Regions from separate parts of the Mus musculus genome. Here regions 1, 3, 4, 5, 6 and 7 are each linked to region 2. A link is a contact called in public Hi-C and promoter capture Hi-C data. All regions are on one chromosome and are shown on one strand. The core of a region is the stretch at or near the end of the contact, and the rest is flanking DNA. Distances in the headings are between cores, read along the strand shown. Region 1 overlaps Yy1 (YY1 transcription factor). Region 2 holds the start of Ppp2r5c (protein phosphatase 2, regulatory subunit B', gamma). Region 3 holds the start of Wdr25 (WD repeat domain 25). Region 4 holds the start of Yy1 (YY1 transcription factor). Region 5 overlaps Gm40572 (a long non-coding RNA gene). Region 6 overlaps Gm33682 (a long non-coding RNA gene). Region 7 holds the start of Slc25a47 (solute carrier family 25, member 47).

What was found. Promoter capture Hi-C pulls out the DNA fragments that hold promoters and counts their contacts. Hi-C and Micro-C count contacts between places; a contact is called where the count stands out from the background.
Region 1: a promoter capture Hi-C map of embryonic stem cells shows a contact between it and region 2, with 4 times the contacts expected there. The contact joins the enhancer-like site here to the promoter of Ppp2r5c in region 2. A contact is called at or near these places in 8 of 39 promoter capture datasets (the 3T3-L1 cell line, 3T3-L1-derived adipocytes, cranial neural crest and 4 more) and 1 of 115 datasets of contacts at active chromatin or transcription factors (astrocytes).
Region 3: a contact with region 2 is called in a Hi-C map of B cells, with 9 read pairs. The contact joins the promoter of Wdr25 here to the promoter of Ppp2r5c in region 2. A contact is called at or near these places in 7 of 39 promoter capture datasets (the 3T3-L1 cell line, 3T3-L1-derived adipocytes, cranial neural crest and 3 more), 1 of 484 Hi-C or Micro-C datasets (B cells), 6 of 115 datasets of contacts at active chromatin or transcription factors (astrocytes, embryonic forebrain, embryonic limb bud and 3 more) and 2 of 9 other capture datasets (adipose tissue and liver).
Region 4: a contact with region 2 is called in a promoter capture Hi-C map of hippocampal neurons, with 10 times the contacts expected there. The contact joins the promoter of Yy1 here to the promoter of Ppp2r5c in region 2. A contact is called at or near these places in 14 of 39 promoter capture datasets (the 3T3-L1 cell line, 3T3-L1-derived adipocytes, the C10 cell line and 7 more), 1 of 484 Hi-C or Micro-C datasets (erythroblasts), 10 of 115 datasets of contacts at active chromatin or transcription factors (astrocytes, cardiomyocytes, embryonic forebrain and 7 more) and 2 of 9 other capture datasets (adipose tissue and liver).
Region 5: a contact with region 2 is called in a promoter capture Hi-C map of liver, with 7 times the contacts expected there. The contact joins the enhancer-like site here to the promoter of Ppp2r5c in region 2. A contact is called at or near these places in 5 of 39 promoter capture datasets (cranial neural crest, hippocampal neurons, liver and 1 more) and 1 of 115 datasets of contacts at active chromatin or transcription factors (pancreatic cancer cells).
Region 6: a promoter capture Hi-C map of pre-B cells shows a contact between it and region 2, with 6 times the contacts expected there. The contact joins the enhancer-like site here to the promoter of Ppp2r5c in region 2. A contact is called at or near these places in 5 of 39 promoter capture datasets (3T3-L1-derived adipocytes, embryonic stem cells, hippocampal neurons and 2 more), 1 of 484 Hi-C or Micro-C datasets (B cells) and 3 of 115 datasets of contacts at active chromatin or transcription factors (acute myeloid leukemia, astrocytes and large pre-B cells).
Region 7: a contact with region 2 is called in a promoter capture Hi-C map of liver, with 3 times the contacts expected there. The contact joins the promoter of Slc25a47 here to the promoter of Ppp2r5c in region 2. A contact is called at or near these places in 6 of 39 promoter capture datasets (3T3-L1-derived adipocytes, cranial neural crest, hippocampal neurons and 2 more) and 4 of 115 datasets of contacts at active chromatin or transcription factors (astrocytes, embryonic forebrain, embryonic hindbrain and 1 more).

Annotation. Positions count from the first base shown.
Region 1 is chr12:108,809,433-108,813,649 of GRCm38.p6, forward strand. It overlaps Yy1 (YY1 transcription factor), which reads left to right. Exons shown (of 5, transcript NM_009537.4): 3 at 3,487-3,547. Among named protein-coding and RNA genes, the nearest start is that of Yy1, 18 kb to the left of the region's middle. Within about 2 kb of position 1,914, at least 33 of the 459 cell types and tissues checked have an H3K27ac peak or open chromatin away from gene starts, as enhancers often do. A contact at or near this core is called in astrocytes and embryonic stem cells, where this site is marked.
Region 2 is chr12:110,444,755-110,448,477 of GRCm38.p6, forward strand. It overlaps Ppp2r5c (protein phosphatase 2, regulatory subunit B', gamma), which reads left to right and starts at 2,470. Exons shown (of 16, transcript NM_001373949.1): 1 at 2,470-2,631; 2 at 3,218-3,283. The coding sequence starts at 2,605.
Region 3 is chr12:108,892,308-108,896,162 of GRCm38.p6, forward strand. It overlaps Wdr25 (WD repeat domain 25), which reads left to right and starts at 1,965. Exons shown (of 7, transcript NM_177602.3): 1 at 1,965-2,006. It overlaps Wars (tryptophanyl-tRNA synthetase), which reads right to left and starts at 1,867. Exons shown (of 10, transcript NM_001164314.1): 1 at 1,762-1,867.
Region 4 is chr12:108,791,722-108,795,519 of GRCm38.p6, forward strand. Yy1 (YY1 transcription factor) reads left to right here and starts at 1,576. Exons shown (of 5, transcript NM_009537.4): 1 at 1,576-2,370. The coding sequence starts at 1,692.
Region 5 is chr12:108,704,364-108,708,255 of GRCm38.p6, forward strand. Gm40572 (a long non-coding RNA gene) reads right to left here. Exons shown (of 4, transcript XR_872978.2): 3 at 3,698-3,761. Among named protein-coding and RNA genes, the nearest start is that of Degs2, 4.0 kb to the left of the region's middle. Within about 2 kb of position 1,353, at least 3 of the 459 cell types and tissues checked have an H3K27ac peak or open chromatin away from gene starts, as enhancers often do. A contact at or near this core is called in liver, where this site is marked.
Region 6 is chr12:108,759,582-108,763,703 of GRCm38.p6, forward strand. It overlaps Gm33682 (a long non-coding RNA gene), which reads right to left. Exons shown (of 2, transcript XR_381914.3): 1 at 3,180-4,122; 2 at 2,150-2,496. Among named protein-coding and RNA genes, the nearest start is that of Gm33628, 3.5 kb to the left of the region's middle. Within about 2 kb of position 1,785, at least 63 of the 459 cell types and tissues checked have an H3K27ac peak or open chromatin away from gene starts, as enhancers often do. A contact at or near this core is called in B cells, acute myeloid leukemia and pre-B cells, where this site is marked.
Region 7 is chr12:108,848,927-108,852,862 of GRCm38.p6, forward strand. It overlaps Slc25a47 (solute carrier family 25, member 47), which reads left to right and starts at 2,203. Exons shown (of 6, transcript NM_001012310.2): 1 at 2,203-2,281. The coding sequence starts at 2,254.

The DNA of each region.
Region 1 (4,217 bases), core at 664-3,163, 1.6 Mb before region 2:
GTAGTGCTCAGGAGAGGCACATAGTCAACCTTAGCTGCATAGTGTGTTTGAAGCTGGACCTGGGATACATGAGTGCTGTCTCAAAAAATAATAATAATAATATCAGGTGGTGGTGGCTCATGCCAGTAATTCCAGCTGTCAGGGGACAGAGGTTCCCTGTGAGTTTGAGGCCAGCCTGGTCTTCTGAGGGGTTTCCAGGATAGCTAGACACAGTGAAAGCCTGTCTTGACCTGACACCACCCCTGAAAACAAGGGTTCTGAGTTTTGAGGTGGGACCACAGAGGGGAGGTGGGGGTATTTTACTGAGTTGTCTGTTTTTGAAAAACTGTGTTCAGAGACTAGGGCCTGGTGAGTAATTTATGTCTCCTAATTTTAGCTAGGCAGTTCTTTATTGTATATTTCCTTAAAGCTGGACTGTGATATCCTGTAGGCTGCTGGGTGTGGTAAGTGAACAACTACCTGTAATTCCAGCACTTGAGAGGCCGAGGCAGAAGGATTGCCAGTTCAAGGCCACCCTGGGCTCCATAATGAGACCTTGATGCTGGCAGATGATAGCTGAGTGATAATGGACTGTCTCAGCAGCTGAGGTCCTACATCCTGGTTCTAAGTTTATTGTACTGGGGAGACTTGTACTTCCTAGCTTACTGCCAGAAGACTCATCTTTGCTACATCCAGGGCTCTGCTAAAACTGTTGGGAAGATGCTGCAGATGTGACTTGTGGAGTTCAGTCTTTGTGGTGGTGCTCCTTCCACATGTGACAGGATGAGTTGGAGGTAATGTCAGTTTAAGCAGCGTGTCTTTCAACATGCCCTCCAGTTTAATAAAACTGAGTAGCAAGTAGAGTAAAAAGCTGTTGAGGGTGGCTTTATGCTTGTCTTTTTCCTTTCAGTATCTTAGGGTTTTTTGGTTGAAAGATAATTTAGAATATCAGAACCTTACGGGTTGTTAAGCATAAATAATACAATTTTAAAGAATGAATTCAGTTTATTGAGTGTGGTAGGTAGTTGGCGCTTACAGTTCTTCCTTATCATGCCAGAGGCCGAGCCACACGGTTGTCAGGCTCCTGGCCAATCTGCGATACTTGGTTTGGACCCTCTCTCAAAGATCAAAGAAGCAAAAGGATGAGTTTCATTTCTAACCATATGACCAGTGATGATAGTAACTCATTGCTCAGGGGTCTGGTGTGCTGTCTTGGACTCCTTGCAGCTCTGATAAAAGAAGGGTCGTGCCTGCTTACAGAGTAAGAAACCGAGGCTGAGAAGTTAGTGATTTGCTCAAGGTCATAAAGATAGTAGAAGTCAACTCCAAGTCATATATCCATCTTGTCATTTGTCCTCATCGTGTCTGGGTCTGTAAAGTATCCCAGTCAATGAGAGAAACGCAAGCAGTGTTTCTTGATGCTGGGGTGGGGTGGGAATGACCCCTTCATTTTTCTTTTGCGTAGCTTCTGAGAGAAGAGCCAATCTTGTTATGGACAGTTGTGTCTTCCATTGATGAAGTCTTAGGTTTGCCCAAATGCCTGGTAAATTTTCGTTCTAAAATTAATACTGAATATTAGCACACAATTTCTAAAATGATAACTAGTTTGGGAGTGGCCACATAGATCTGTCACCAGCACTTAGCATATGGAAATAAGATCGCAAGTTCAGGGCTAGTATGGGGTATATGGTAAGAACCTATTTCAAAGACATCTTATTAAGACTGGAAAGAAAGCTGAGCAGTGGTGGCATATGCTTTTAATCCCAGCACTCATGAGGCAGAGAGACAGGACAGGAGGCTCTCTGAGTGCCAGGGCAGCCTGGTCTACAGAGCAAGTTCCAGGATGGCCAGGGCAATGTCACATAGAAACACTGTCTTCGGGAGGGAGGAAAAAGATTTGAAAGAAATAGAAGCATTCATGAATTGCTGCTGATTCATGCTGATCTGACCTCTAGGTGGTGCAGTAGCACCAGTTGCTTCCTGCTACTCTGAACTGAACCCCAAACTTCAAACTCACTGACATGTAAGAGACTAGTATGAATTATAAGTAGAGACAGGCTTTTGAGAACAACAGGCTCGTTAAAAACCTGTAAACAGCAGACACTTAAGTAATGCTTGCTAACTGGAATACTAGTAATCTAAAGTGTGTCTGCAGGGTTGGAATTGGGAAGAGATTGGTCATCAGGCATTGTAGAAGTTCTCCCTGTTTTTAGACATGGGAGGTTGCTAGCTTGGCAGTGTAAGGAGGATCCAGATACTCTGTCCTGGGTTTGGGTGGACAGAGTAACCTACTGAGAGATGTCATAAGTCATTTTTGGTACATTGTTGCTAAGAGGGACCATTGGCTTAGTTACAGTTTAGCCAGCAAGCTTCATGCAGGAGTGTGAGGCAGTCCAACTAGGGCTACAAAGATGTTTTTGAAATTAAATTAAATTAAATCATAGTTTTCTAGAGCACAGTTTTCTTGCTCCTTGATCATACGCAAGTTTGTAAGGAATGCTAGGAAAGAAATCTTTCAGAAAGACCAAGGTTGCTGGAGGAAGTAGAAGATAGACTGGTTCTCAGTTGACAAGCTACAACCAGAAATAAAACTAGCGGTGGTGACAAAACCCTGTCTCAAAAACAAAGTAAAATGAAACATCCTATAAAAACTGTCATCTCCCTCTAACCACCAAAACACCAGCAGGAGATGCCTTCCGCTCAGTGTCAGTGCACCTGTTTGATCCCAGCACTTGGGAAGTGGAGGCCTGCAGATCTCTTTGAGTTCAAGGACAGCCTGGTTGAAAGAGGGAGTTTAAAGGCAGCCAGGGCTACACAGAGAAACCCTGTCTTGAAAAAAACAAACAAGGCAATTCTGCCTGTCCATCAGCCAGTAGTAGTAGCCAGTGCCCGTTTGTGGTTTCCTTTGAGAGTTTTTATTACATGGGTATAAATGACTCTGTATAAAAGTATAATGTGTACTTCCAAAATTAATATTTCCCAAAGATGGTTTGTGTCTGTATGATGTGGGCCCATTTTGTATGTGTGTGGTTGTTTGTTACTGTGTTTTTTTAAGATGTTATATATTTTTGAGCAGCTGATTTTTGTTGCCTTACCCCAACAAAATAATTAATGTGCAGTTGTCAGGGCTGATGATCTTTGTGGGGTTGTTAGTTTTTATTTAACAGGGGTAAGTGGGACGAGGAGGTGTTTGAGTCATATATGATAATGGTGCTGGTGGTGCAGTTCCAAGCCATACCAGCTTTGCCAGAGGCAGCGAGCGAGGCAGGCTTTCCAAGCACCAGCACTTTTACTTAGAAGCTAGAAGAGAGCTCGCAGTTGAGCAGTCTGGGCAGCTTGGTCCTTTCTCCGTTGTAGAAGGGGAACACCAGGAGCTTAGTGTTGGTGCTACAAGGGAAAACCTCAGGGACGATTTGATTTATGCTTACTGAGTGTGACCCACTCCTACAAATCTGTCTCTTTCTCTCTCTCTCTCTCTCTTTCTCTCTCTCTTTTTTTTTCAATAAGAATGAAGCCAAGAAAAATTAAAGAAGATGATGCTCCAAGAACAATAGCTTGCCCTCATAAAGTAAGTAATGCGAGGGGAGTGTGGTTAGACCTCTGCTCAGGCTGCAGACAGGGTGTATATAAGGAGTGTGCCCTTTGAGTTCCACTTTTGTAACTGAAACAAAGTAAGCAATTAGGGCTTTGGGATTATAAACACGGTCTTCATTTTGTTTGTTAGTAAAGGACACTTAAGATATGTTAAATGGGGCTGCTATAGGGGCCAGTGTTCTTACTCCTGTATATTGACTGTACTGTGTTAGGACTATTTCTTTTTGGACCATTAACAAGTCAAGTCTTAAGACCTTGGGTTGTACTTAACCCACAAGTCTTTATGAGACTCTAAGCTTATAACTGAAACTTGGAAATTACTTTGGATATTGTTAGAATAGACTAAATAAAGACTTGGTAATTTCCCTCAGTTTTCTTTTTACTCTGTTAATTGTGCTACTAGAAGGGTGCATAACTGTTTTCAAATGCAGCTGGTTTTTTAAAGTAAAAAGGGGTGGCTCAAAAGTATTTTGAGGTGCTAAGGGTGGTGGTCAGCTTTCAGATTGAACGGGGAAAAGATGTGGATGCTGAGAAACAAGGCAGAAGAAACCAAGAATGGAATAAAGAATTTCCAAAAATAGCAGTTGCAGAGTAAATATACTTGATATAAAGGCTGTGCACCCCAGTCTCTGTACTGCTTGTAG
Region 2 (3,723 bases), core at 1,220-3,719:
GCTCAACTCATGAGAGGGTGTCCTTTCCAGGTGCCTCAGTTGGTCTAAACCTCTTCCTGGCAACTAGTCTGGTGTGAGTCTTCTTCCCGGCTTCCTACCTCTGAGGGAGGCTCTCAGCCTTTATTGGCTATCCAGCAGGGAGGGGCCTAGAGAATCTGGTCAGCTTCGGGCACTTTCTGAAGCTATGGTGCTGTTTACTTTCCTGTTTAAGGAGCTTCCCTGAAGGACAGAATGTTTCCATCTCATGGACACTGTTGTACAACAGCCAGGACATGTCAGCATCCAGCTACACATACTCCTGCAGCCTTCACTGTGCTGAAAGACCAGCCCAGCTCCCGTCAAGCCATTCGCCTTAGTTCAGGAACTGTCCTTCCCCTTTCCTCTCCAGCCACAAGGAAACATCTTGCACCTCCCGTTATCCTGTCCCTGAATTAGACCATCTCCACCCCTTTCCTTCGGACTTGCCACCCATCCTGCAGGATGGCACAGGGCTTCTTGTTCCCATCCAGGCATGTGACTTCTCAGGGAACAAGGGAGACAGACACCTTGCTCACTAAGGGGCTCTTTGTGCTGTACTGAACATCATGGATGTCCAGCAAATGTCTGTCAAATGGATCAAGGATGTGCAATCCTGGGTCATGCCATGATACCGGCGTATTTCATGAAATCAGCGTATTTCCTTGAAAGCCCAGACTCCTCCTTGTTCCATGGCCAAAACGCAGTAACTTCAGATCTACTTACTCTTTCCTGATTTAAATTTGTACCATGCTTACTACATTGATAGCGCCTAATTTTAAAATTTCAAAGTAACTCGTGGTATTTTTTTTAATTATTTGTTTCAAGGAAAGTATTAATCCACTTAAGATTCTGTCATATACCCATTCTGTAAAAATACCCATTCCAGTCTGTCACGATTATCTGCAGATTAGTTTTATTTTGGTGAACATTCAGACACCAGCAGACACAACTTACTCTCAGAACCTCCTACAGCACCTCTGGGTTTTGATAAATCTCTCTTTTTTTAACCCCCACAGAGCTTGGGTGAGAACAACCAAAAATGCTTTGCTTGGCATTTACAAGAGTTAAAACAAAAACAAACAAAAACCAAGGGTTAAGATACATCGATTTTTCAGTGCCTTGGCCTGGGTACGTAGCTGAAGTCTCCAGCGTTTGTCTAGCAGGCTCAAAGCTTATGACGAAGGCACCTCCTAAATCATGAGTGAGCGCCTGAAGTCTCCTGCACTCGAAACAGTTCACTCCTACAGTCTTCCTTCTGAGTGCTCCCCCTTAGCATAGGATGTCAGACACTGACAACTCCAAAAACAGGACTGTATAAGTAGCGAATTAGCTTCTTCCCTCATAAAGAGCTACTAGAGAAGTGAGAGAATCAAGTGATCCCTGGTCTTCATGCAGTTTTCTCACAGGCTAACGACCACTGGTAATTAAAGAATAACAAAGACGCAGGGCTGCTCAGACGTAATGGGCTCGGAAAAAAAGCCTACACTGATCTGACTACCTCCCTGGTGGGCCGGGGCGATGGGTGGCAGTGTGCAGGTAGAGTCTCAGAGTGAGCAGCTGATGGGCTCGGCCTAGGTGGATCCAATCCCTAAGACGTAAGGTGGGCGGTGCCTACATTGGGGAAGCCGGTTGCCTTGCGGGTGAGTCTGGAACAGAGAAATTTCGGCGTGCAGGACCACAGGGGAACTAGGCAGTCTACACTTGGACCGCCGTGGGCAGAGTCTGCTCTGGGGAGAGTTCCTTTGCTCGCGTGGGCGGGGACGAAAGGAGAGGCGTGGACTCTATAGGCGGGGCTGAGGCGAGCCCCGCCTCTGAGGCGTGCGGTGGGCGGAGCGTACCCCGGAGCCAGCAGCATTGCCTTCGTGGGCGGGGCCTAATGGCCCAAGGAAACCGCCGCTCGCGCGGTCCCGGGTCTCCTCCGCACTGCACGAGCGTCACCGCTACCAGGCTTATGGGGTAGAGTTTTTCGTGCCTGGAAGGCTACAGAATAGTCGCCATACATCTCACATGTGCATTCCCGCTCCTCACTGTCCTTTGCTCTCCTCCCCGTCCCGGCTCAGCGGCCGTGACTTTATCACCTCCGTTGTCCGCACACGCCTCCCTCTCCCCAGTAGCTCCCTCCCTGATGGCTCCACCAAAACCTTCACAGCCCGGCACACGAGCCGGTCCGCACCGAGGGGGTGGGGACAGGCCGCGCAGTGGGCGGGGCGACGCTGCGGAGCGTTAGGGCACGTGGGGCCGTGTCGGCCAATGGCGTGGCGTCGTTGAGGGCGGCGAGGCGGGGAGAGGGCAGCGTGGGGCCGGCGCGGGGCGGGGCCTGGGGCGGGGGCGGGGCCTGCCGGGAGAGGGGCGGAGAGACGCCGCCGCCGCTGCCGCCGCCGCCGCCGCCGCCGCGGCTGCCGCAGCCTCTGGGAGCCTGGAAAAGGGGAAGCGAGAGCGGACGAGCGACTCAGTCCCCGGGCGGCGGCTGCAGCGGCGGCGGCGGCGGCCGGGGCGGCGCGACGGCCGGGCCGGGGGCGCTTCTGCTGCTGCAGCGGCAGTGGCGGCGGGCGGAGGCAGGGGCGGCGGCGGCGGCCCGCACCAGCCATGCCGAATAAAAACAAGAAGGAGAAAGTGAGTCGGGGCCGGGGGCTCCGGGACCGGGTCTGGGGTCCCCGCGTCGGCGGGTAGGGGCGGGGCGGCAGGTCGTCCAGGCTCGCGGGCGGGCCCAGGGCGCTGGCAGGATTGCATGGAGCTGGGGAGGCCGCTCAGGCTCTGAGGTGGCGCTGAGGTGCCGCGGTCGCTCTGGGTGGCGGCTGATGCTCCGTGCAGTGCTCTGCGTGGCGGGGGCTGGGGTGCTGGAGCGTTCCGGACTCGCCCCAGAAACCCTCACTTGTGAGGTTTAAGGGTGGGAGGGGAGAAAGGGATGGGCCGAGAGCTGGGGTTACGTGTCCCTACCTGGAGTTTTCACCTCCCTCCCCCGCCCCCCAACACAGACATGAAGAGAAACGGAATTTGAAGGCTGCTGGTATTGTGAATATACTCAATATGATGTAGTTTGCTGCTGACATATTAAAGCCATCAGAAGCTCTCAGTGATATGTATCAATTTAGAAACTGCATTTGAGCTGATGCTTAGCGGTCCAAATATTGAGAACACTAATGGTTTTTTGTTGTTGTTTGTTTTTGTTTTTTTGTTTTTGTTTTGTGATGATTCCCAGGAACCACCAAAACCGGTGAAAAGTGGAAAAGGTCCAAAAGAAGGACAAGATACAGCAGAAACAGAGGTAACCTCTGGACAAGCTCATTGTTATTCTTGATCAGCCTTTAATCTAGGGTCTAACACGGAGGCTCTACAAACCAAAGTGTTTCTGAAGTCTTTTCTTATGAGTTACTTATCCCCCCCCCCACTCTTTTATTAAAGTGTGCACAGCGAAACTGACATTTTAAAAACAGTTTTGTGGCTTCTAACAGAGCTCAAGCCCTCCCAGTGAACTGGTCTTAAATGGAGTCTCTAGCTTTAGGGTCTGCCCCCTCGTTCCTTTTCTGTGTCTCTGGCTCTCTCAGTGACTTCCACGGTCCTTGCTTTCCTTGCTGCAGCCTCGAACTGGTGTCCTGGGCAAGCTTCTCTTCTGCTGATGTCTGGTCCTTTTCAACTAAGTGTGGATGTGTTTTGGTGGCTCTAATTTGGGTACTTTTTTTTTTTTTTTTAAACAGTCTTCTATTT
Region 3 (3,855 bases), core at 715-3,214, 1.6 Mb before region 2:
ACAGCAGGCCTCTGACGAGAAGCCTACAAAGGCTCCTCCACCCGTAACTCTCCTTTGCAGGCCTTTTAATCTATGGCTCATTTGGAAAAATAGCACTGTTCTAGATGACACAGTAGTCTTGTAAAGAAAGGGGGCCCATTATCTGTGAGCATATAGGAAAGAGAAGGATTTAGACCATAAGGAAACCATCACAGGGAAGACACACAGTCTCTGCAGCCTGAGGGAAGAAAGCAACACGATTTTAGGGGCAGCTTGGAAAGAAGGTGGCCTAGGAAACTTTCTAGATACCTTGGAACTGTAGTCTCAAAGAGTAGATAACAATAGTTGCAGATTGACATGATCGCAGAAGACAAAACTTGGGGATAGATGATGGTGGTCTAGTTAATGAAAGGTTATTTTCCCAACTAAAGGCATTGGAGATTGAACCCAGAGCCTGGAACATGCCAAGTTAGCCTTTTAACAGTTGAACTACAAGCCGAGCCCTATGAATACTACCTTAAAAGAGAAAGACACTAATTTACAAAGACAGACATTACAGACTCTGTTGTCACAATAAGAATGTCAACGTATTCAGACACTGACCACTTAAGGAGGCCAGATCAACCGGAGCTTTGAAGATGCTGAAGGGCAAGCTCTGAATGCAAACAGGTCACTGGGCACCCACCACATCTACTCAAAACCAGGGCATCACCTGAACCTGAGTCAACTAGATGAAATACATGCACAACATCCCAATCCAGACACACACCCTCCTCAAGTCTTCAATGCTCTCATATGAGGTAGGTGACCCAAACCAAACCACTGCAACAACAGAAAACACGCTGCTAGCCTAGCAGAGAAGGCAATACGTACCCTGGCTGTGTAGTCCAAGGGTGCTCAAGCTGGACAGCTGAACATATGAGACTGCCCAGCCAGGGTGGAGGTCTTTAATACTCTCCTCTTCCCCTTTCAGTTTCTTTGTTTGTTTCTTTTTTTTTTTCTTTTTTTTTTAGAAGAGACTATTGTTTTTCTTATCTGCTTTGCCACACCCTTTCAGTTTCACTTACTGAGGGGTTTCCTAGAAATCACTCAGGTTCCCAAAAGCATTTGAGCCATTTGCCCAGCTTTCTTCAAGAGCAAGTCCAGCCACTGGCTAGCTACTTGGGCCGTGGGAGGAGGCGGCTGAGGCCAACCAAACTCTCAAGAGCCCGGAGCTACTTGTCATTGCATTGCATCAGCTGTCCCTTTCTTCAGGTTGACCGCCATATGACCTCCCCACCCTCTTCCTTTCCCGCCCCCACAGCATCATTGCAATTGTGTGTAGTGTAGCGACAAATAGGACGGGCATATCGCTTTGTACATCACTGCCTTCCCGAAGCAGCCTTGCTCTGAAGTTGTGCACTGCAGCGGAAAGATAGGCTTTTAATGTTGGACATAGAGCTTGGTGTGCTATCATAAAACCGTGGGCAAGTAGCGTTCCTTCTCTGCTTCTCTTTAGGATTCCTCATCTGTGAAACGGGCACCAGGGGCTTTACAAACACTTCGTACAGGGCAAAGAGATCCTACAGGGCAAAGCCCAGGCGGTGGGAAACGATGACAGGCTGGGTGGGCGGCGCCGCCGCAGCCTCCCGGTCCCTCGTGGTACAGGTGCCCAGAGAACAGACAGCCCGGTTCCGAGCTGGATCCTCGGGGCGCGGCGCCGGGGCGTCAACCGAAGGCCCCGGCGCCACCTCGGCATCCCTCCCTCGCTCCCGGCGCAGTGACCACCCCCTCCTCACTTACCGGCGGCCCCCACTTCGGCCCCACCAGTCAGCACCCCCAAGTTCAGCCACCGGTACCTCTTGGGCGTCCGTGGAAACACCAGCCGGCTGGAATAACTTCCGGTCTCGGCATGCCGCTATTGGCTGTCCAGGCAGAGGAGGGCAGAGACCATCTCCGATTGGCTGAAATTGCTGGCGTCGTGGTGGAACGCGACTGGGCGGCCCGAGTGCTGGCCGGACCGTTGTAGGGGTGGACCAAGAGCTTCCGTGTGTGTGTGTGTGTGGTGAGCGGCGGGCCCGGGAGGGAGGGGGCCGGGATGTGGCGGCCGCATGCTTCTCGCTTCTTAGCGCCGGGCTCAGCTCGCCGCTTGCCTTCCTGTTCTTCCCGTTCATTCCTAGAGTGCTGTGCTCTGAACTCTTTACCCATTAGTGTTGACAGCTTGGCTAACTTACTCATCCTTCAAAACCCGTGTCTGTTTTTTGTTTCCCATCCTGTATCCATGGCCTCTGGGGCAAGATCCGTGTGAATTTCTACCCACATCAGATCTATCATAGTGCCTAACACAGAGTAGGAAACTAGGACCCGTGTGTTGAACGGGAAAATTCTGTCTTTAACTTTCCCAGTTCCCTGCCCCATCACCTTGCTGTCTGCAAATTCATCCAGATTGAGGCTTCTTGGACAGTGAGCTAAGCACACAGGACACCCTGCCCCATGTATCCGTGCTCCCTTTAGCTTTTCAGTATTCGACTTCAGTCCTCAGTCCTCTTTTTCCCCCATTTAGCCTCTTCCTCTTGGTTTCACCTCCCCCCCCCCCCCTTTCTCATGGCATTTTTTGGACTTGGGTACAAGATGGCTACCATCATCTCCTAAACGGTGTGCATCTCTCTCAGCCGTCTCCCTTCATATATGTTTTCTTGACTCACCCTTGACTCCTCTTCATTGGTATTGGTTCTGTTTTAGTCACAGTATTGTGAACACCTTAGTTCCCTCAACCTCTTCAGAGCGTCACACTGGTGTAGTCTCTCTGAGACCTGTCTCAGCTCCAGAAAAAGATGCAGTCTTGGGCCCAGCTACCCTGTATCCTTTTCCTTTTGAGTTCACAAGTCCACGACATCGTCTGGCTCACGAGTCAGGGATGTTTTTGTCTTTCTATGGCTTGGGAGTGTGATGAATGAAGGACATCATTTACTGTTTTGCCTACTGTGGCAGATGTTGAGTGAGAGAATGAAATCTATGTGTGGTGCATCTGGTGTCCAGTCCCTTGCTGTCGTTCATTTTCTATCCCCTGTGGAGCTGATGAGCCACACTGTCCTCAGATCTGCTATAGGCCTCTTTTGTGAGTCTACCCTGCAGATAACCGTGTAGCTTAAAACCCAGGCTGTGACCGAGCTCTATATAGTATGGTGGTGGGAATCAGATGGGTTTCATTTGAGGAACCAGGAGATTGGCCTCAACTCCCTGCTGAATATGTAGAGATCAAATTATTTGCAGAGCATGGGTCTATCTCTGTGTGGTTAGTCTCTAGTGGGATCTTAGTTTGGTTGGAGAGTGGAAAGCTGGTTTTAGAAGTCCTTTTTCGAAGATGTTTCTAAATGTGGACATTGTTACCTGCCTGGATTCAGCTGCTGGTAGGAATGATAGCTACAGGCATTGGATGATGAGCAGACTTGTATGGCAGTGGGATTCTTAGGGCAAATAATGCCATTAGGGGACAGATGTGGAAGGCTTTGAGTGGAATTTTGGAGCCCAGTGTGTGATCTGACATGGTGATATATACTTGTAATGCCAGCACTCTGAAGGCTGAGGCAGGAAGACTGGACTAAGACCAGCCTGGCTTACATAGTGAGTACTTGTAATGGGCTAGGGAGGTTCATCTGTTAAAGACACTTGTTTTGAAATCATGAAGACCAAAGTTTGGATCCCAGCACCCATGTAACAAGCCATTTCACACTTGCTTGTAACTCAACCTGTAAGAGGTCACAGACAGACTATGTCTCGAATAGATAGAAAGTGAAACAGCACAGGACTCCATCTTCTGGCCTCCTTGTATTTAGGAGAACAGGTTTGCACATTCGCATAGGCATGCATACACTTACACAGCAAACACACAAGCAT
Region 4 (3,798 bases), core at 326-2,825, 1.7 Mb before region 2:
TTTAGAATACTCTCCTGCCTCAACACTAACAACTCCGGTAGATAAAAGTAATCCAGAATATTCAACAGATGAAGCTGACCGTTAAATCTAAGAAACAAATAAGATACACTTGGCTCAAATTTTCGGTTCTTGGAAAAAAAAAAGGCAATCTAACTTTATGTTGCTTTAAACCACACCTGGTCTATCGAAAGGAAGCACAGAAGAAACACTTCACTACAATGTATCTTAAGCAATTTGATGATTTGAACAAGGAAAACCTAAGCTGTTACTTATAATAGGGAAATCACAAAAGACATGGAATTTTCAAAGAGCTAAATGCAAAGACTATTTAAAAGGAATATTTTTAAATAGTCCTTTTCGGCAAAAGGAATGTTTATGAGCGAGGAATAGGCGAAGCCTGTGTCAAGTTATTCAAAGATAGAAGGGAGTTTTCAGAAAGCTACAATAGTGGAGTCGCTCGACAGGAGCAGCCAGACCCTTCGTTCCAACAGGCACCCAACGGCTGGGTCTCCGGTTTCCGCGGGTCATAAAAGAATAACGGACACACTTCCAACGGTGAACCCTAGGCTGCGCGCGCCGCTTCCGCTTGCCGCGGTCGCCTTCGCGCGCCGCCCACCGGCACGCGACCAAAGAGCCCGTGGCAGCACACGGTCGGCTACGCCGTCCGTGCCGCTACCGCACGAGACCCCGAGTAACGAGTAAAGGCAAAACGAACGGGAAACCAAAAATCAAGCACAGGCGTTTCTCGTCAGAGCAGACTTTATTGCGGCCACGCGGCCGCCGGTCGCACGCCCCGCCGGCAGCACGCCAGCCCCAGGCGCGCGCCCCCCTTCACCCCAGCTCGTTACCGTGCGCCTGGGTCGCGCGGAAAGTTCGCCGGCTCCCGAGGCGTAAGGCGCAGCGCCGACGCCCCACTCCTGTCAGCGACTGGGGCCCCGGAGCGGCACTTTTGTCACTGTTGCACCGCGGACGCCGGGGTTCGCGCGACGCCGAGCGCCGTAAGGCGACGGCGGCGCGGAGCTGACGTCACGCGCCGGGGGGGCCAGCCAGCGCGCGTGCGGGCCGCCACGCCCCCTACCCCAGCGGGGGCCCCCCCAATCGGGAGGACCCTGGTTGGGAGTAGGCGGGGCCCCGGCGCCTCGAGGGGCCCTGCGATTGGTAGCGAGGGAGGAGCGAGAGCCGGAACAGCGAGTGGGGAATCGGGGACGGGGCGGGGCCGAGAGCCCCGCGGAAGTCTCGCGAGGCCGAGCCGGAGCAGAGTGTGGCGGCGGCGGCGGCGGCGAGATCTGGGCTCGGGGTTGAGGAGTTGGTATTTGTGTGGAAGGAGGCGGAGGCGCAGGAGGCAGGGGGCAGCGTAACGCCGGCCCGGAGGGCGGGAGGAGGCGCGGCCACAGCCAGGGCAGGCAGCCGAGGCGAGGCGAAGGCAGGCGGGGAAGCAGGACAGGCAGCGGCCGAGCGAGCGAGCGAGCCAGCGCGGGGCGCACCGATCTCGGGAGGCGGGGAAGCCCCGCGGCCGCCGCGCCCGCCCCTTCCCCCGCCGCCCGCCCCCTCTCCCCCCGCCCGCCCGCTGCCTTCCTCCCTCTGCCTTCCTTCCCCACGGCCGGCCGCCTCCTCGCCCGCCCGCCCTCCCTCCCGCAGCCCAGGAGCCGAGGCCGCCTGCCGCGGCGGCCGTGGCGGCGGAGCCCTCAGCCATGGCCTCGGGCGACACCCTCTACATCGCCACGGACGGCTCGGAGATGCCGGCCGAGATCGTGGAGCTGCATGAGATCGAGGTGGAGACCATCCCGGTGGAGACCATCGAGACCACGGTGGTGGGCGAGGAGGAGGAGGAGGACGACGACGACGAGGACGGCGGCGGCGGCGACCACGGCGGCGGCGGGGGCGGCCACGGGCACGCCGGCCACCACCATCACCACCACCACCACCACCACCACCACCCGCCCATGATCGCGCTGCAGCCGCTGGTGACGGACGACCCGACCCAAGTGCACCACCACCAGGAGGTGATCCTGGTGCAGACGCGCGAGGAGGTGGTCGGCGGGGACGACTCGGACGGGCTGCGCGCCGAGGACGGCTTCGAGGACCAGATCCTCATCCCGGTGCCCGCGCCGGCCGGCGGCGACGACGACTACATAGAGCAGACGCTGGTCACCGTGGCGGCGGCCGGCAAGAGCGGCGGCGGGGCCTCGTCGGGCGGCGGTCGCGTGAAGAAGGGCGGCGGCAAGAAGAGCGGCAAGAAGAGTTACCTGGGCGGCGGGGCCGGCGCGGCGGGCGGCGGCGGCGCCGACCCGGGGAATAAGAAGTGGGAGCAGAAGCAGGTGCAGATCAAGACCCTGGAGGGCGAGTTCTCGGTCACCATGTGGTCCTCGGGTGAGTGCAGGCGGCGCGCCGCCGCTCGGGATGTTTTTGTTTTGAAGGGAAGCCATGTTTTATGTGTGTGATGGGCGCCGCCATCTTCTCCGCCCGGGCAAGTATGGCGGCCCCAAAAGATGGCGGGGGCGGCGGGCCGCGAAGATGGCGGCGCGGGGGAGGGGCGGCGCCCGGCTAGGCCGCAATGGCGTAGTTTGTGCGAGCGGAAGCGGGCTGGGGCGGCGGGCGGGGAGGGAGGGGCCAGCGCCCCTCCACGCCCGAGCCAACGGACGTGCGGCGGGGCCGGTTGAGGGCGCCGCCCCGCGCCGGACCACCCGCCGGGCGTTGACAGGGCCGTGGCGCAGGGCGGACGCGCGCCGCTCCCCCGCCGTCCCCCGGGGGCTGTCGGGGCCCCGCCCCGCTCGGCTCCGCTCAGCTCGGCCCCCTCGGACGCGAAGCGTCTCCCCGAAGCCCTTCCCGGAGCGGGCGGCGCATAGCCCCGCCGCAGCTGCCCCGCGGTCACGCTGGCCCAGGCCGTCGCCGCTGCGGGGCGGGACTTGGGTGGCACGTAGGGCGCTCGTGTGCGGGTTCGGCGGCCGTTGGAACCTGTCACCCGCGCTGCCAACGCGCTCCTCGCCTGATCGACCTAGAACGGGAGTTAGGGGAAGGAAGAGCCACAGCATTTCAGCGGCCTTTACGCGTTGTGAATTTTGTTTTTTAAGTCGTGGGCCCTATGCAGACAGACTGGGCTGGTTTACACAGCTTAGGATATTTGCCAACAAACTAATAAAAATCGCTTAGTTATCAGTATCTCTGGTCTTGTTTTCCCCCACGAAAAGAATAAAAAAAGTGGATAATTTGTTTTACTGATTTAATACGCCTTTTAGCGAAAGTCAGGAAGCCTGTGTAGGGCACCGAAGAGTTCCTTCCCCGCATGAGTAAACTCAAGGTAGAGCCCTGGAAAGGCTGTTGTTGACTGTTCACTTTATCCTAGTACTGTGTTAACAAGCTAGTCAGCTTTATTGTTAAGAAACTACTACTAGACAGAATAATCTCACCATACCTAGTTCATGTAGCCCTAGTGATTAAATTTGATGAATTTGAAAGCATAACTTGAGCCTTGATGTGTAGTTTATTAAAATGTTAAAATTTTGGGAAACGAGTGAAATAGATGAAAAGCTAATCTATGGTAGTATCCAAGTGACGTAAGCTTGATGGGTCTGTGGTTCAGGAAGGAGAAGAGCGTCCTATAGAAATCTAATAGGAAGTGCTCAGGGCGCTGTTCCTCGCTGAATGAATCCCTGGTTATTATCTGCACGGTAGGTTATCAGGAGCTGTATGCTATGTAACTAGCCAGTCCCTAAAAGTTATCCAGTGCCTTCAACACATTTTTTTGGTTGCTAACGGTAGTTTGCATGCTGAGATCTTTAAAAGCTTGTTTTTTTCACT
Region 5 (3,892 bases), core at 103-2,602, 1.7 Mb before region 2:
GTTAGAAAACATAAGCTTTGCATGAGACACCTCCTGCCCAGAGAAAAGCAACCAGGTGGTGTCCTCAATTCATAGAGGAGAAAACTTTTGAGGCCAAAGATGACTGAGGTATCCAGACATGGTGCAACATTCCTGTAACCCCTGGGCTCAGGAGGCTGAGTCAGAATTGCAAGGGTGAGGCCAGCATGGGCTCCAGGGTGAGACTCTGTCAAAGGAGAAAGAGAGTTTGGGGTGTTTTGCAGATATACGTGTGTATCTCTGGTGTCTCCAAGAGGCACGTCTTAGCACACATGGAGCAATGATCCTGTGAGATTTTAAAGGAGCTAAAGCATTGTGTGGCCAAGCACCATGGTAACACATGCATCTCACAGTCTGAAGTGATGCTGGTATGAGCTGATAGGTAAATGCACGCTATATAATCATGTGCCGTGAGTCACAGTGGCTGACGGGAATGCCAAGCTGAGCGGTTCTGTGATATGTGTGGTTCACATTGTCATTTTCCAGGGTGTTCCTTGTGTTACTAGCAATAAATCACTGAGGCTGTCATCAGTGCACCCCAGGGGTAGACACCTTGCCAAACATCACTAGTGATGTTTTAAACAAAATCTCAATCGTTTGATTTTACCAATAAAGACTCAGGAGCCAGATGCTGGGGTGAAAGATTGGTAGCTCAGAGGGGCAGAGAAAGCGCCCAGCTGACCCTCCTCCTCAGCTAACATCCTGTTCTCCTTCTCCACACATCTCCAAAACCCCTCAGACTCAATATCCCGCCTTTCTACTTCCTGTGCATCTCTCTATCTGTCCTCCCGACTTCCTCTAACTCTGTGGATTTTCCTCTCTGTTCACACTCTGCCAACTGGTTGCTTGCCCTACCTCTTGATCTATGGTTGAATCTATTTAATCCTGTCTCTGATTAACGGCGTGTGCCAGGGCTGAGCCACACCACAAGTAGAAACAGGTTTTTTTCAGTAAACAACACAATCTTGGGGTGATCCAATAAACTGTGACATAATCCCTTTGTGTCTAAATAAGGAGGAAAGATTTTAACTCTAATACAGTGAAACTATTTACAACAATGAAGCTTTTTCTGCCAAGTTTTCCACAATGCCCAGTTTAATTGTATCTGGCAGCCTTAAGATTCATTATTTTTTAGTTCAAAGTTCTATATAATGTTCATGTCTATCTCCTATGAACCCAGAGCAGTTAGAATGTTCTGAGCAGTTTGTAGTCCAAAGCTGAGCTTTGGGTGGTATTTGTCGCCTTAGTGGCAATCCTGACTAGGTAGAACACAGCAGACAACCCAGAGGTGTCCAGTGTTTGTACAGAACGTGGCAGCAGAAAGGGCATAGGGCAGTTTGCCGAGTGGATAGTGTCACCACAATCCGGGTGGATTCATCGTTGTAGGTCCCTGCCATCGACTCAGAGACCTCACAGGTTACTGTTAGGAGGGGTAGAAAACATAAACATTCTAAATCCATATTTTATAGATCTCAGAAAGGGTTGAGGGCCACAATCTGTTAAGTATATCCAAGGCACTTGGGCTTTGTTCCCAGTTGTTTCAGACTCAAACCTGAAAACACGTCCAGGAAGCTGGGGGAAGCTTATTTTCAGGATTAGTTGGTACTCTGGGTGATTACTGGTGTCTTTGCCAGAATCCAAATGTACATAATAATCTTATAGACTTTGAGATAATATTTATACCTTAAGAAAAGCTTTAGAGAAGTCAAATGAAAACCAAGAGATTATGAGATCAGTGGCAATAGAATATTCCCTGATTTTTTGTTTTCCTCTGTCCCACACCGGGCGGGCGGTTCTTCTGATAGGAGACTGAGAATCGGATTTTCCTTTAACAAGCACATATGGGCCTAGAGGAGGAGAGCCAAGCTCCAACCCCAAAGCCAGCTTTAATTTTTGATTGAATTGGGACCACATAAAGACCGTTTGTCATTTATGTCTGTAGAGGGCAGCAGAGAAGACCTGGAGGTGGGCCTGTTTACCCTTCCTTCGTCTTGGAACATTTTCTCTTGATATGTCCTCTTCCTTCAAATGTGTCACCTGTCCAGGGGTCTCCAGGTTCCTTAGTTGGATGCTTTTATTCTCTTGGAAAGACATAAACGAAATCCTGCCCCAAGCCTAACTCTGGGGGTTCCCTTTTTTGGCAGGTTATATATTTCCTAGAGGAAAATGTGGTTGGTTTTTTTTTTTTTTTTTGGTTTTTTTTTTGTTTTGTTTTTTTGTTTTTTTGCAACAAAACAGTATTATCTTTCAATTGAAATTTTTAAAAAATTTCTTTTTGGAAACTATACCTTAGTATGTGTGGATAAGTATGCCTACATTCCTATTTCTCTTTATATATAAATAGAAGAAAAGCCTGTTTCTATTTTCAGATCACAAAGGACATTCACTTCGAATTTCAGCCTGCCTTTCTTTCACAAGCAGCTTTTAAATTTAAATCACTGCAATTCTTATTATGTGCCTGCCTCTGCCTCTCTAAGTATTGGGATTAAAGATGTGTGCTTCCCAAGTGCTGGGATTAAAGGTGGCTATGAACTCCTTATAATAGTCACATTCACAGGGTTGAATGGGTTTTGTTCAGTTCTGCATTTCCAATTTGTTTGTTTGTTTGGTTGGTTGGTTTTGTTTGGTTTTTTGAGACAGGGTTTCTCTGTGCAGCCCTGGCTGTCCTGGAACTCACTTTGTAGACCAGGCTGTCTTCGAACTCGGAAATCTGCCTGCCTCTGCCTCCCGAGTGCTGGGATTAAAGGCGTGCGCCACCACGCCCGGCTCCCCTTACTTTTTAGTAAGTGATGGGTAAACATTCAAGTTTTTCACATGTGTAATCTATCATCCTTGCTGGTTTATTCTGACCTTGTTCCTTGGCAAGTTTTAATATTCTAGTCTTAATTAAACATGATGTGATTTGTCCACTATTTTATTGTTTTCAGCCATTTTGTCTGTCTTGTCTGTAGGAGCCACATAAAACCTGATGCCTTTGCTAGGTTTTCCTAGGTTTTATCCCTCCCATTCGTACCTCCCAGGGCCAGATAGCTTTGCCATTTATCTGCTAGTTAGTGGTTTCCCATTTTGAGGACCATATGACTGCTATCCTATTGCACGTGCAGCATGAGTTGGAGAAGATAGTTAGTTGGCTTGGCTTTCCTAGTTGTTTGTCTTATAGCCAGTGCTGCACTAATTCTGTGGTCCTCCCTCAGCATTGGCCATTCCATCCCCCAGTCTATAGGCCACCATGAGTGGTTTAGGGATAGGAGTTACAGACAACTGAACTTCCCTCAGTGTGGGAAGGCACAGACCCCTTTGCTACCATGTCCTGGTCACAAAGGAATTCAAATAGGTACCAGTTCCACTGTAATACTTTCCTTCCATGGGAAGACCTGGGAAGGACTGCATAATCCACCATTGTAAGGAGCATCCTTACAACCATAGGGTGGTTAGCAATGGCTGAGTAGTACGTTCTCCATGTCTTGTAAAGTGTCCAGATTTGCTCTCAAAGGGAGAATATTTATTCGGCATATAGGGAAAGTGTTTGCAATAGAAGCCAACAGGCAAATGTTGGTGGACTCCCTTTGACTTTATGAAGAGTCCCCAGTTGCCAAGTCATAAATAAATATGATATCCATAATTAGGGAATCATCTGGTTCAATATTGGTCAAGGTTGCATGCATGGAGATAAGCTTACCTGAAGTCACAAAAGCTGCTCTTTGTTCCTGTCCCCACTGGAAACAGCTGGTATTCTAGTAACTCTGTAGAGGGTTTTCATAATAATCTGTAAGTATGGTATGTGATTTCTCCAGTGTGCAAATGTGCTATTTGGGAGCTGTATCTGAGTGTTGTCCTTAGTTGGTGGGATTAAAGGCCTGCACCACCCTGTGAC
Region 6 (4,122 bases), core at 535-3,034, 1.7 Mb before region 2:
ACCACCCACTGGAGGCTGAACTCTCTGCGTGTACAGGGCACCCCACTCCCAGCAGCAGAGCTGTTACGGTCTCAGAGAAATACAGGCAGATGAGTTTGTTTGGGGGCTTCCATTTTCTTTCTCTCCTTTTGTGCTTTCTTTCAATGACGTTAGTTGTAGGCACATACTTTGCTATTGTTTTTAGCCCCAGGGCCATAATTTGCAGTGTAGCATTCTACTCAATACCCCAGACCCACATTTTTCTGTTTTTGAGATAAGGCCTTGCTATGCAAACCAAACTGGCTTGCACTTGTGACCCTCCTTCCTTAGCCTCCAGGGCACCGGGGATTACAGGCTTGTGCCACAATGCTGGGCTCAGGTACACAATTTTATTTTTGTATGGACCTGCATGTATAGTTGCATACATGTTTACATGTGTGTACAGACGCACATGCTGCATATACACATGTGCGCGGGAGAAGAGCAGAGATCAGTGCTGAGTGTCTTTTTCCATCACTCTGCACCTTGTTTGTTTGCAGATGGGATCTCCTCCTGAACCTTCTCAGCTAGACCGGCAGGCGGGTCAGTAAGCCTCCTGGATCTGTCTGTCTGTCTGTCTCATCCCCTCCCCTCCCCTCCAGCAATGGAGCTACCCCACCTTGCCTGGTTTTGATGTGGATGCTAAGGGTCTGAAGTCAGCCCCCCTGCCTGGCCCTCTTTGCCTGCAAGCATCTTAAATCGCCCAGTCCTTTCTTGACTCCATGTTTGACATAAGGATAAGATAAGGGTTCGGCTGTTAAACCTCCATCCCAGCACACTTGACTCCCTGCCTGGTCCTCACAGGGGAATCCAAACGCTGGAACCTGTATTGTCCCTTCCTGTTCCTCCCGGCCTCTTGGAAGGAAGAAATGACCTTGAAGATAATAAGAGCACTTTGCAGAGTGCTAGTGTACCCCACCAAAGGCACCCGTGACAGCTGCTGAAAGGATTAACACATATATATGCACATACATATACACATACATATACATATACATATACAATTTTAAGTACACTGGGGCTGAGTTTTCAGGCATGCATTCATGCACACATGTGGTTGCAGAAGCCTGAGGAGGGCAGAAGAGGGCGCTGAATCCACTGGAACTGGAGTTGCAGGCAGCTCTGAGTCAAACTTGTGTTTGCACACCTCAGCAAACCCACGAGACCAGTGTCCACAGCCAGCATTGACCAACAGGAAGAACCCAGGACCCCGTGACAATGTTTATCTGCACATTGTACAAGCCACCTTTCAGAACCAACCTCACCTGACCTGTCAACAAACAACTCCCCGAAACATCTCAACAGCTTATTGTTAGGAAACGCGTCCACCCCCATCAGGGTGCGGATGACGGTCTCCAGAGTCCAGGAGAAACAGGTCCAAAGCAGGGATCCTTGTACTGTATATAGGGTAAAACATAGCTCTTGCTGGCAAAAACATGTTGGTTTTGATGGTTTCTATTTTGGTTAAAGATGAATTTGGGCCAGGCTGTAATGATTTAGAAGCCACTGTCTGAAACCTCAGTCCTTGCACACATACATACCTACATAACACACATGACTTCTAAGGCAATCTATCAGGCAGGGTGTGGTGACACACACCTTTAATCTAACACTCAGAAGGCAGGACAGATGGATGTCTGTGAGGCCAGCCTGGTCTACTTAGACCTCGTCTCAGAAAAAAACAAGTGAGAGTGTTCCCAAGACTGTCTCACCCCCAGAAGACTTACGGTAGCTATGACAAAGCTGACAGAGCCCTGGCCCAGCCTGTGGAAGGCCCTGAGTTCCTCTGCAAGAAAGAGGGGGAAGGGAGGAGTCACAAATGCAAGCAGCATTTCCTGTACAAATGTCAACGAAGGGAGGAAGTGAATGTGACGTTGGCATGCAGCTTCCTGGTGGACAGGATAAAAGAGAAATAGGACCAGAGGCTGGGACTGGAACCACTCATGCTAAGAAGGTTATTTTGGGCTGGCAAGAAGACTCTGTTTAAAAGAACTTGCTGTTCTGTCCAAAGACCCAAGTTCCATTCCCAGCACACACATTAGGTGGCTCACAACCACCTGTAGCTCTTGAGCATCCGCACACACACACACACACACACACACACACACACACACACACGAAAGAGAGAGAATTAAAAATAATAAATACACATATTTTTTTATTTTTTAAGGCCAGGGGCAGACAATATCTGCAAAGCAGAAAACACCTGAGTGTGCCCCTGACAACAGAAAAACAGACTGGAGGTGAACACCTTCCCCTGGGAGTGTCTGGGCACTGTGTGGTCCCCTCTGGCTTCTCCATCCTGTGGTCATCAATCAAACCTTCATTGATCTGATTTTCCCCTGTTGTTCCAGGCCCCGAGGCCAGGGAAGGGCCTCCTTCAGGGGCTTCCTCCAATGGGCAGCTTCTTCTCTCTCCTTCTCTGGGTAGCATTGGGGTGGGGAGAGCAGACGAGGTGCTGAGGGCCATCAGAGCCCCCTGATAAAAAACACATCTTTAAGAAATACTATCAGAAGCTGGGTGGTGGTGGCGCATGCCTTTAATCCCAGCACTTGGGAGGCAGAGGCAGGCGGATTTCTGAATTCAAGGCCAGCCTGGTCTACAGAGTGAGTTCCAGGACAGCCAGGGCTATACAGAGAAACCCTGTCTTGAAAAAGCCAAAAACCAAAAACCAAAAAAGAAGAAGAAGAAGAAGAAGAAGGAGAGGGAGAGGGAGAGGGAGAGGGAGAGGGAGAGGGAGAGGGAGAGGGAGAGGGAGAGGGAGAGGGAGAGGGAGAGGGAGAGGGAGAGGGAGAGGGAGAGGGAGAGGGAGAGGGAGGAGAGGGAGAGGGAGAGGGAGAGGGAGGAGAAGAAGGAGGAGAAGAAGGAGGAGAAGGAGAAGGAGAAGGAGAAGAACAAGAAGAAGAACAAGAAGAAGAACAAGAAAAAGAACAAGAAGAACAAGAACAAGAACAAAAAGAAGAAGAACAAGAAGAAGAACAACAACAACAACAAGAACAAGAACAAGAAGAAGAACAAGAAGAACAAGAGCAAGAAGAAGAAGAACAAGAACAAGAAGAAGAACAAGAAGAAGAACAAGAAGAAGAACAAGAAGAAATAGTATCAGTTGCTGAGGCTTTAGGGAAGTTGTGTATTGGAATGTTGGGAGAATGTCCACTCACCTTTGGTTTCCTTCCAGACAGCTGTTAATCAGTTCTGTTCCGATCTGCCTTCCTCCCAGGGTACTGGGGGAAGCCACTGGGACGTTATCTCATGGCCAGGTTTAGGGGACCTACAATGCCTTTCACCCACCCTCCATGGAACACCAAAGCTTTCTGCATCCCATTTTGGTACCCAAGCCAGGTTGCCAGGGCTCAGTTCTTACTGTGCCTTTGTCTTTAGGCCCAAGGCAGCCTTATTGACCCATCTCTTCATGTACATGCAACCTTTCCCACCCAAGCAGGCAGGGAGAAGCAAGAGGCCCTGCTCAGGACTGCTTCAGGAAGCTAGCTCTGCCGTGCTCTCCCATGAACCATGCAGTAGGTAGAAGAGGCCTGCCACCCACTTCCTGGTTTTGCAGGTCTCTACCATGGTTAGGTGCTCCAGGGGTTGTCCTACTGAACTGGGGCTGTCCTACTAGGCTACTAGGTTCACTTAGCAATATTTGCACTGTGTCCCCTCCTCCAGTGGGCTTCTGTCCCTCCCACATGAAAGCAACTCCTGCTTCACCCCTTATCATCCTTAATCAGGTAGCTTCCTTCTGTGGTCTACACCCTCCATTATCTTGCTGTCCACAGAGGCTCTTTCCATGAAGGGACCCTGGAAATGCTCTTTGGAAAGCAACATGCCGGTCCTTGTAGCTGGGCCCCAGCCAGCCAGCTGCAACCTCTCCCACTTCCCACTTCTGTGGGCTCCCGTGCAGTGTGTGTACCTGTGCACTGCAGTGGTGCGCTCTCTTAGACTGCTGTTCTCGGGGCTGGGGAAGTCTTGGGGGAAGTGACCTGGCCTATTGTTCTATGAGGCCACAGCTGAACTGGTCTCCCCGCCGCGCCACATCTGGGACTGTTTCTCCTGCGCCTAGCTTGGCTCCTGGCACCTATGTATGGTTAGCAGCTGATAAGCACT
Region 7 (3,936 bases), core at 953-3,452, 1.6 Mb before region 2:
CTTAGGGTAGAGAGAGGCTGTACTGGCTAGTTTTGTGTCAACTTGACACAGCTGGAGTTATCACAGAGAAAGGAGCTTCAGTTGAGGAAATGCCTCCATGAGCTCCAACTGTAAGGCATTTTCTCACATAGTGATCAAGGGGGAAAGGCCCCTTGTGGGTGGGACCATCTCTGGGCTGGTAGTCTTGGTTCTATAAGAGAGTAAGCTGAGCAAGCCAGGGGAAGCAAGCCAGTAAAGAACATCCCTCCATGGCCTCTGCATCAGCTCCTGCCTCTGACCTGCTTGAGTTCCAGTCCTGAACTTCCTTTGGTGATGAACAGCAGTATGAAAGTATAAGCCGAATAAACCCTTTCCTCCCCAACTTGCTTCTTGGTCATGATGTTTGTGCAGGAATAGAAACCCTGACTAAGACAGAGGCCTCAAGAGACTCATGAGCCTCCTGCATCATGAAGGACACTGGACAGGGCAATGGTGGCACATGCCTTTAATCCCAGTACTTGGGAGGCAGAGGCAGGTGGATTTCTGAGTTCAAGGTCAGCCATGTCTACATAGTGAGTTCCAGGACAGCCAGGGCTACACAGAGAAACCCTGTCTTGAAAAAACTAAAAAAAAAAAAAAAAAAAAAAAATAGCAGGACACTACTAGGCCCACTCTTTTGAGAGTCTCCTGTGGGTTGTCATAGCTGCTATGCTTCGACAAGCAGCTGCTGGGTTCAGCTGGGAGCAGCTGCTGACCCACACCAGTCCTTGCAATCACCTCTGGGCTTTTCCTGGCTGTCAAGGGCTCTCTGTTTCACTTCCAGCACATCAGGTCTCTAGGACAGAGACTAGGTTGTTGTGTTTACTGAGGAGTCCTACGCTTTGGTACCTGGCATGTGTTAGTTGCATGCATCAGGAGCCTGGACAGGTGGGCTGCTGTCCAAGAACAATGACACAGTTAGAGGAGTGTCGGTGGACAGTGGCAGCTGGACCTGACTGAGATCATGGAGGACAGACACCAAGATCGGCAGAGAGAGAAAGGTGTCTGGGGTAAACTGGGGTCTTGGGCCCTACTGTTGGGGTGGATGCCCTAACCATTGGCAATATGGGACTGAAGGGGCTCGGTCCTCTTAGGTGGATAGTGTGTTTTAGGTTCCCTCATTATCCGAGGTCCTAGCTTCTTGAGTGTAACATCTGGCTCAGCTTCCTCTCTAGAGCGACAACCCATCGTCTCCCTCTCGACCTTCTGTTAATGAATTTGGCTGGCGATTCTGCAGGAACCCAGCTGGAGCTTGCTCTGTGTGTGCACAGATTTTGTGGGTGCAGAAGCAGAGGTTATAGGGAGCTCAAAGATCTTGTCACAAAGCCAGATGTCACAAAGCCAGATGGCAGTGTCAACTTCCAACCAGATGCTGAGCCATGCCCCTGCACAGGCCAGGATGGACATCGAGGTTGGCCTTGGACAGGATGCTTTCTGGCCTCTTCTGCCCTCTGCCCTCTGCCGTGGCAGCCAGCACTGACGACTTGTCTAAACATAGACAAACTGTCAGGGCGAGGGGTCATCCCTAGTTTGAAACCAGCCTGTTCAAGGCCAGCCTACGGAGAACAGAAAAACAGGTGGACACGTGGCCTCCTGATGCCCTGCCCTGAGGGTCATTCAGACAGAACTGCAGAATGCCCCATGTCAGCATGCCCCTTCCCTTCATTTGGCAGCTCTCTGGCTCGAAGGCCCCCTGTAGGGCTGCAGCCTGCGTCTTTGAGCCCCTGAACTGAACTAGCAGCCGTAGCCATAGAGACAAGGCTGCACTTTCTGCATCGGCTGGCCGCCATCAAATAGATTGGCTCTTAGGTAGTGCCTGCCTCAGGCAAGTCCCCTTTGGGGTTTTGGTGGTTCCATGATGAGAACAGGCTTTTGCTTTCCCTCCCTTTTAGGGCTGGAGGTGACATGTAAAGTGGGGTACATCTCCGAAGGGACCACTGTTTATGCCATCACCATAAGCAGTAGGAAGCCCGGCCTAATCTGAGTCTGGGGATAGAGGCAGACTTAGGTCTGGGAGCTGGCTACCTCCCATGACCTCTCACATGCTTTCCCGATGCTCGGGTCATTGGCACCCCGAACCTTGTGGGGCATGTGAGTGTGGGCATCAAAATAGCCTGTTAAACAGCCCTAGCTCCGCCTCTGCTCACAGGTATTTAAGATCTGCAGGATTTGTAGGAGCCGGCCAGTGTGGCATTGGCAGTAACACCGGAAACCTTCTCATTTTCTGTGCTGTCCATGGATTTTGTTGCTGGGGCCATTGGAGGTATAAGACTTGGATAGAGGGGCGCAGGGGCTGGGGAGGGTTGGGGTGGTGTGCTTGTGTGTGTGTATGTGTGTGGCAGCCCTGTGCAGTCAGGGTTTGAGCAGATCCATGGGCACGGACCACATAGCCTTGAAGATCAGGCAGGAGGCTGAGCCAGTCTAGAGATTCCTGGCTTGGGAGCAGGAACTTGACCCTGTGGGCTGAGATGGCTGGAGTCCTGGGGAGAGACAGAAGGTTCCAGGGAAGAATTGTGTACCCAGGAGTTCTGTTCGCAGGGAGCAGGGGCTAGATGTCAAGCAGGCCCAGCCGGATGGTTCTCTGGCCCACTGAGGCCTACTGCTAACATCTAGCTCCCCTGCGGCTGAAACTGTCTCCCTCAGAGGTGGCTGCCTGCTGGACTCCCTGTGAGCACCATTGATCCTCAGGCTGTGAGGCTACTTTGAGTGAGGCACCCTTGGCCCTGCAGCTATTGTGAAATAGATAGCTGTGGGTGGCTGTTTCTCACTGCTGGGAACAGCCTGGGGGCTAGAAAGGAAAGAGAGTCCCAGCTTCAGCTTCAGGGAGGATGGCTCCTGGCCTTGGCTCTGCTGCCAGGGTCTTGACCTACACCATCCTGAGGCTGGCTGCTCCCCTGAGTGTTGGTGTCACAGGAAGTCACATGGAAGCCACATCCTCCTTATAGCCACAGGAAAGGTCCTAGTCAGGAGAATCCTTGCTCTGTGCTGGGCCTGGGTCCCCGGTCCTAGGGACTTGGACCCAAGCCTGTCCTTGAAGAACTCTAGATCTAGAGGAGGCCATGGAATATGGGGCCTAGCAACAAGGCCATGGGACGCAGACCCTGATCAGCATGTTTCTGGGCGGAGGCACAGAAAGGAGGCCTAAGAGAGGATGGCTTTGAGGGTGGATAGGAGTTGGTAAAGTGTTTAAGAGATGTATCGGAGCCTCCTGTCAGGCACTTGCTTTATATCCTGCCCCTAGGAACTCCCTCTTCTGCTAGCCCATGGGTCTTGCCATCCTTAGGATCTTTTGTTTTTGTTTTTTTTTCGAGACAGGGTTTCTCTGTATAGTCTTGGCTGTCCTGGAACTCACTCTGTAGACCAGGCTGTCCTTGAACTCAGAAATCCGCCTGTCTCTGCCTCCCAAGTGCTAGGATTAAATATCCTTAGGATCTTTACCCTGGGGTAGAAAGCCCAAGCACTTCACTGGCCCCTGAGTTTCTTCAAAGGTTGTGCTGGCTGTATTATGGAGGCCCTGGTTCTAGAAGTAGCAGAGGGGCAAGGAAGGCATCGTAGATCTCCTGGTCCAAAGCCAGGGTTGGCATTATCAGCCTCTCTGCAAGACGAGTTAGCAGCTGTGTCCACTGTCCTCAGGTAACCAACCCACTCAGACCAGGGAATGGTTACTTAGTGGCAGGCCCGAGGCTCTGACCACCAGGCGGCCCACTGCCTGGGTCTGTGTGGGTGCTTAGAGGGCAATGGTAGGCAGTTTTGTTGTACAGAGAGCCAGATGGCAAGGAGTTGCAATTGTGTAATCTCCTGAGACATGACCCCCAGTGGCTTAAAGACCTCCCGCAGGCTCTGCCACCTCTCACACGTGGGCCTCTTGGGGGGGGGGGTTTATGCCACCACAGCAGCGGTGCACACTGTCCCACACTC